Regions from separate parts of the Drosophila melanogaster genome. Here region 1 is linked to region 2. The links are chromatin contacts, called in public Hi-C maps. All regions are on one chromosome and are shown on one strand. The core of a region is the stretch at or near the end of the contact, and the rest is flanking DNA. Distances in the headings are between cores, read along the strand shown.

Region 1 (2,700 bases), core at 84-2,583, 1.8 Mb before region 2:
GTAAGTTCATTGCTTATACACATTATCAAATTCGATGCAGAAAGTCTGAGAGACTCAACCTACCTGCAAGCGACCATCGAGGGTGCGCTGTATGGTCACGCACTTGCTGGGATGGGCTCCGTTCGTGGTGATGGCCGTGATCAAGGAGTCCAGTTCGTCGCGCTTCTCCTTGAGCTTTTTGACCAGCGACTCGATGGCTCGCTTGGCAAATCCCTCGCTTTCGCCGCCCTGCCGATGGCACATCAGCGAGTGGACGATGCTCAGACAGGCGTCCGCCGATGTGGGGGCGTTCGAGGGCGGCGGCGGCATTTGCACCATGTCCCGGACAATTACTGCAGATGGTGGGGGTAATTAGCTCTGAGTTTTTTTAGTAGATCAACGGATACTGTACAGCTCAATCCAATTTCATTTTAAATTTCAAAGAGTTTCAAGTTTATCAACAGTAAATAATAATGCTACGGTAAGATTTAGGATTGTCCACAATACTTGGCCACAAATCGATTTTAGAATAACAACTCGAAAAGGAGTTCACTATGACTGCTGCTCCTCTAGAGAACTTCACTTACTGTCCTGCGGGGCTACGGCGCCGTACATGTGGGCGGGCGGACACGCCCCCGAGCCGCCGCCCATGCCAAAGTCCTGGGCGAGCGAGCCCAGAGTGCGAGCATGGGCATCCACGGCGGCGTTGTTGCTGGATCCGGATCCGGAATGGGGATCGTGAGCGGCGGAGAGCGGAGTGGGGATCGTACGGTGGCTGGAGCAGGCGTAATCGAAGCCGGCGGCGGGCAAAAACAAGGCGTAGAATCACTGGCCAAAGAAAAGCCAAACAAAGGCGGCACGCGAATGTGAGCACAAAACAAACGGCGGCTGGATGGCTTTGTGTGAGTGGGCTTGGGGGGTGTTGCACACACGCATACACACACACACGCGCGCGCTGAACTAACTCGACTTGAACTCCCACAAAGTTGGCGTAATTTCCCTGCGAAAACTCTCCTCTCCTTCGTCTTCTCCACCTCCTTCTTTACGCACACTGGCACACGCACTGCACACACACACGCCCAGCGAGAAGTTTCCTGCTCAAATCCTTGGTAGAGACTGGCTTTTACTGTTTTTCGTGGAATTTCATAGTTTGCACTTAATTGGCTGCTTGGGAAACTCGAAAGTACAATTTTCCGCCCGACGAAATCCAGTTTTCCAGCCAATTTGCCTTTTTTTCCTTTTTTATTTTGTTGCGGCTGTGCAGAGTGACCGTTTCGCGATACAACATGGGCGGGCGTTGCCAGATGGGCAAAGCGCGAAATACCTACCTTGGATTTTTACAAACACCTAGTTTGGTCAGTTCTCGAAGATTTGATTTGAGAATAAGTTTATATTTTTTGGAAATAAGAAGCAAGAAAAGCAGATACTGATCAAAACGCAGAGGCATCCGGGTAAGTGCCATGAGATTTGTTACACCGACTTACACTCATTTCGCGGGCTGTTCAGTGCGTAAAACGAACTTTTTGAAAGGCCGAAAATCAATCGCCACGCGTTTTTTCCCATTCGCATGTGTGTGTGTGTGTGACGAAATTGAGGAAAGTTTCTTATCGTTGAGATTGGGGAAAATCGAAGGCTGAACATCTTGTGCAACAAGTTAATTGATGTTTTCGCATTCCCATTGAAAAGTTTCTTTCCATTGCTTTAATTGCTAAAATTCATTCATAAAAAATTGCCGTTGATGAGTCGTTTGTGTGACAGGTTGTTTCTAGAAATATGCATGTGTGTGTAGTGGGGCCTGAAATAGACCACCCCCTTCCCCTCTTCTCTTGAAAATGTTCACTTGGCAACAGTAACGAATTTCCTTTTCGCCGGAAATGCATTTCTCCGGCTTTTGTAAAACAGTTTGCTGCGTAGTTTCCATCTTCAAAATATCTTATCAAAATGCGTAATTTCAACGCTTATCTGAACGGAATTTCGATTTGCGGCGTACATATGTAAATATGTTTATATTTTGGCAATGACATTGATTGTGAAATTATGTGTGGGAAGTTTGCGATTCCCTGCCAAAACAGAAGCTTCCATTTGTAATAGTAATTTGGGAACTCAATTTAACTTCGAGGATTTGTTGCCCTCATATTTTTTAATTCCCTAACTAATTAAATCACTTGTCATAAAATTGTCTACATCCCGCATTCAGAAGCATAAAGTTATTATTTAATCCCTATCAGGCTTACGGTGTTGAAAATTGTTCGACACCAAAAAGAATTATTGCGGGCTTATTTGAGTTCGGTGTTCAAAATTGTTCGACATCAAAAAAGAATTATTGCGGGCTTATTAGGGTTCGATAACATTACAGCGAAATGTTAGTTAACAGAGAGAATCGAATAACATACACATCGATAGTGAGGGACTATCGCTTCCGCTGGCTTAGGGTATTTTATAGTACAAATTTCAGTTCGCACCAAATCTGTGGAACTTGTAGGCCTACTGGTAACACTGGTCGCTCACAATATTCTTCATTCGTAAAAAAACAACAAAGCGGAGAAGTACCGTTTTTGCGAGCGCGAGTGTTTGAATGTGTTTGTTTGCTTAGGAATAGAAAATAGAAATTGAAAAGGACCAAGTGCAAACGTACAAAGCTTTGCTAAAGCAGAACTAAAAAAAATCAGCAGGAGGAAAATGCACAGCTGATGGAGAAAAGTCCCAAGCACCTTCAGCCCA
Region 2 (2,700 bases), core at 194-2,693:
ACGGCCATGTAAAAAAAAAAAAGGCCACACTGACCTTGTGCCGCCACTTACATGAGGAATGAGAATCCAAACCGAAATCAAAACCATTTGGTAAAGTAAATGGCATGAGGGGGGGCAGGAGAAGGGGTTGTGCACCCAAATGTGGGTCATGTGACACTGGACATTTGTGGCTCCACTTAGCTCTGTGGTCTCTGCTCTACTTACCTGCAACGAGAGAGCGAAATTCACAGTCAATTAGTGTGCAGGATCAGGCCAAGAACTACATAAATGACCCAAATCTATAGGAACCCACGAAATCTAAAGCCTCGCTTGATACGCAACCCTTATCGCCATGAATCAGAAGCTCGGTTTCCAATTCAAGATTCGCTTTAAGTTAAGCCTGGCCTGAATCTTAGTGATTCAGAAAATTTCTACACATGAAATGAAAACAAAATCGTGTGTTGTTTTTGTCTGAGTTTCCTGTGCTTAAAGAGCTCTACTAGCGATAGAACAAATTTGAATGCTGGGTAAAACCCCGATTTCGGTAGCATAATGTCCAATAATTGTTGCTAGTAATATCATTTTAACCACGATAAAACATATTCCGGAACAGTAGCCGCTGCAGGAAATACTTTTCGCATTTTTTTTTTTCATAACGTCACAAAAAAAAAGGAACTAAGGTGATAAGACCTTCTGACGTCTCCGCTTCCAGTTTCAGATACGAATTCCGAGCTCTTCCAGCTCGGAAGCTAGAGCTGATAGAGTAGTCTGATCAGCTCTTGCTGGCCAGAATCACGTATCGAGCATTGGACAGGAAGTCGGACCTTAGAGTTACCGACAATTTAACAATTTGGCAAACACAACGAACGAAGAAAAAAAAAAACAAATCAAATAATGAATAATGAGCGATTCCAACGAATGCGTTTGGGTATAACATGATAAGACGCCGTATCTGAAAGGCGTTTACATCAGGGGTTTAAAATAAAGTTATCATTGCGTATTGTTTTCCTTTGGGCCGATAAGAAAATCCACGGCGATAACATTTGCAGTTCCGTAGCGTGATCAAAACTTCCGGTGATGATGGGGGTTCGATTCCGATTTCCATTCGGAGTCCAGAGTGTCGTAGGCTCCATCCAGATAAGATTGAACAAAGAAATCAAATCTACCTATGACAAATGCCAGGAAAAACAGACCGTGCCAGCCCATCTAGAGTGTATGGTTTTCGTATCTGGGCCTTACGATTAACCAATGTTTATGGTGTAAACAGAAACCCAAGTTGGCAATTGCGTTGTGATTAATAATTTTTATAACTACAAAGTGCCCTTTTGCTCCAATTACGTGGAAAGTGTACGATTTCATGGTATTATTCTAGTCGATGGGTGGCTATAGCAAAATATTTATTGAAATATAATATACATGTAAGCAGGCTGTTTAACTGTAGCTGTTACATTTTTGGAACTTTCATACATAAGTAAAGTGAATATTCAAACCCAACTCGTTGAAGTAAATTTCCCAAAACTTAGTTTTTTTCAAATTCCAGTGCCTAAGAGCGAAGAGAAATGATCACCTGTTTGAGAAACTGGCCGCTCCTGCTGAAACGCTTCTCGGTCCACCAGATCCACCAGTTCACCCAACTGTCCGGCCGCTTCGAGCGTCCGCCTCAATCCGGTAAATCCTCGCGGGATCCCTATCTCGTCACGGTGGTGCAGGGAAGATCGAAGAAGCCGCGATTTCCGGGAGAGCGGTCCAATCAGCGTTTCGGCGAGGATAGCTGGTTCGTCAGCTCCACGCCGCTGGCCGAGGTGATGGGCGTGGCCGACGGCGTGGGCGGTTGGCGGGACTTGGGCGTGGATGCGGGTCGTTTCGCCAAGGAGCTGATGAGCTGCTGTTCCGGGCAGACGCAGCTATCGGATTTCGATGGACGCAGTCCCCGGAACATGCTCATCGCCGGCTTCCAGGAGTTGTCCCACCGGGAGCATCCTGTTGTGGGTAGCAGCACTGCCTGCCTGGCGACGATGCATCGGAAGGACTGCACCCTGTACACCGCCAATTTGGGGGACAGCGGCTTCTTGGTGGTGCGAAATGGACGGGTGCTGCACCGCTCAGTGGAGCAAACCCACGACTTCAACACGCCCTATCAGCTGACAGTGCCGCCGGAGGATCGGAAGGAGAGCTACTACTGCGACAAGCCGGAAATGGCCGTGTCCACGAGGCACTCCCTACTACCCGGTGACCTGGTGCTCCTGGCCACCGATGGCTTGTTCGATAACATGCCCGAGAGCATGTTGCTCAGTATATTGAATGGCCTAAAGGAGCGTGGAGAGCACGATCTACTTGTGGGCGCCAGCCGGGTGGTGGAGAAGGCCAGGGAACTGTCCATGAATGCCAGTTTCCAATCACCATTCGCCATCAAGGCCAGGCAACACAATGTTTCATACTCCGGCGGCGGGAAACCCGATGACATCACCCTAATCCTGTCCAGCGTCGAGGTGCCAAATGCCTAGTCATGTCGGGTGTCTGCGGCAAATATTAGTCCGTGTCCATCAGCAGTTGGCGATAGAAACCCAAATATACTTTGTTTATACAGATATAGGTTTTGAAATACATACATAAACTGGCATATTTATAGAAACCTCCAGTGACAAATTCTCATTTTGGCATTTTTATTAGCATATTAAGCATACGCAGTGTTGCCTTTAAGTTTAGCCTTAATATTCCCCC

Evidence for each region. A called contact is a pair of places that touch in the nucleus more often than the background predicts.
Region 1: a contact with region 2 is called in a Hi-C map of the S2 cell line, with 2.2 times the contacts expected there. A contact is called at or near these places in 1 of 107 Hi-C or Micro-C datasets (the S2 cell line) and 1 of 7 datasets of targeted methods (the Kc167 cell line).

The regions. Positions count from the first base shown.
Region 1 is chr3R:31,609,611-31,612,310 of dm6, reverse strand. It overlaps CycG (Cyclin G), which reads left to right and starts at 1,333. Exons shown (of 6, transcript NM_001276217.2): 1 at 1,333-1,430. It overlaps Med (Medea), which reads right to left and starts at 1,265. Exons shown (of 9, transcript NM_170560.2): 1 at 567-1,265; 2 at 64-332. The coding sequence starts at 630.
Region 2 is chr3R:29,779,195-29,781,894 of dm6, reverse strand. It overlaps fig (fos intronic gene), which reads left to right and starts at 1,443. Exons shown (of 1, transcript NM_143467.4): 1 at 1,443-2,622. The coding sequence starts at 1,539. The coding sequence ends at 2,483. The region is part of intron 1 of kay (kayak); the gene reads right to left.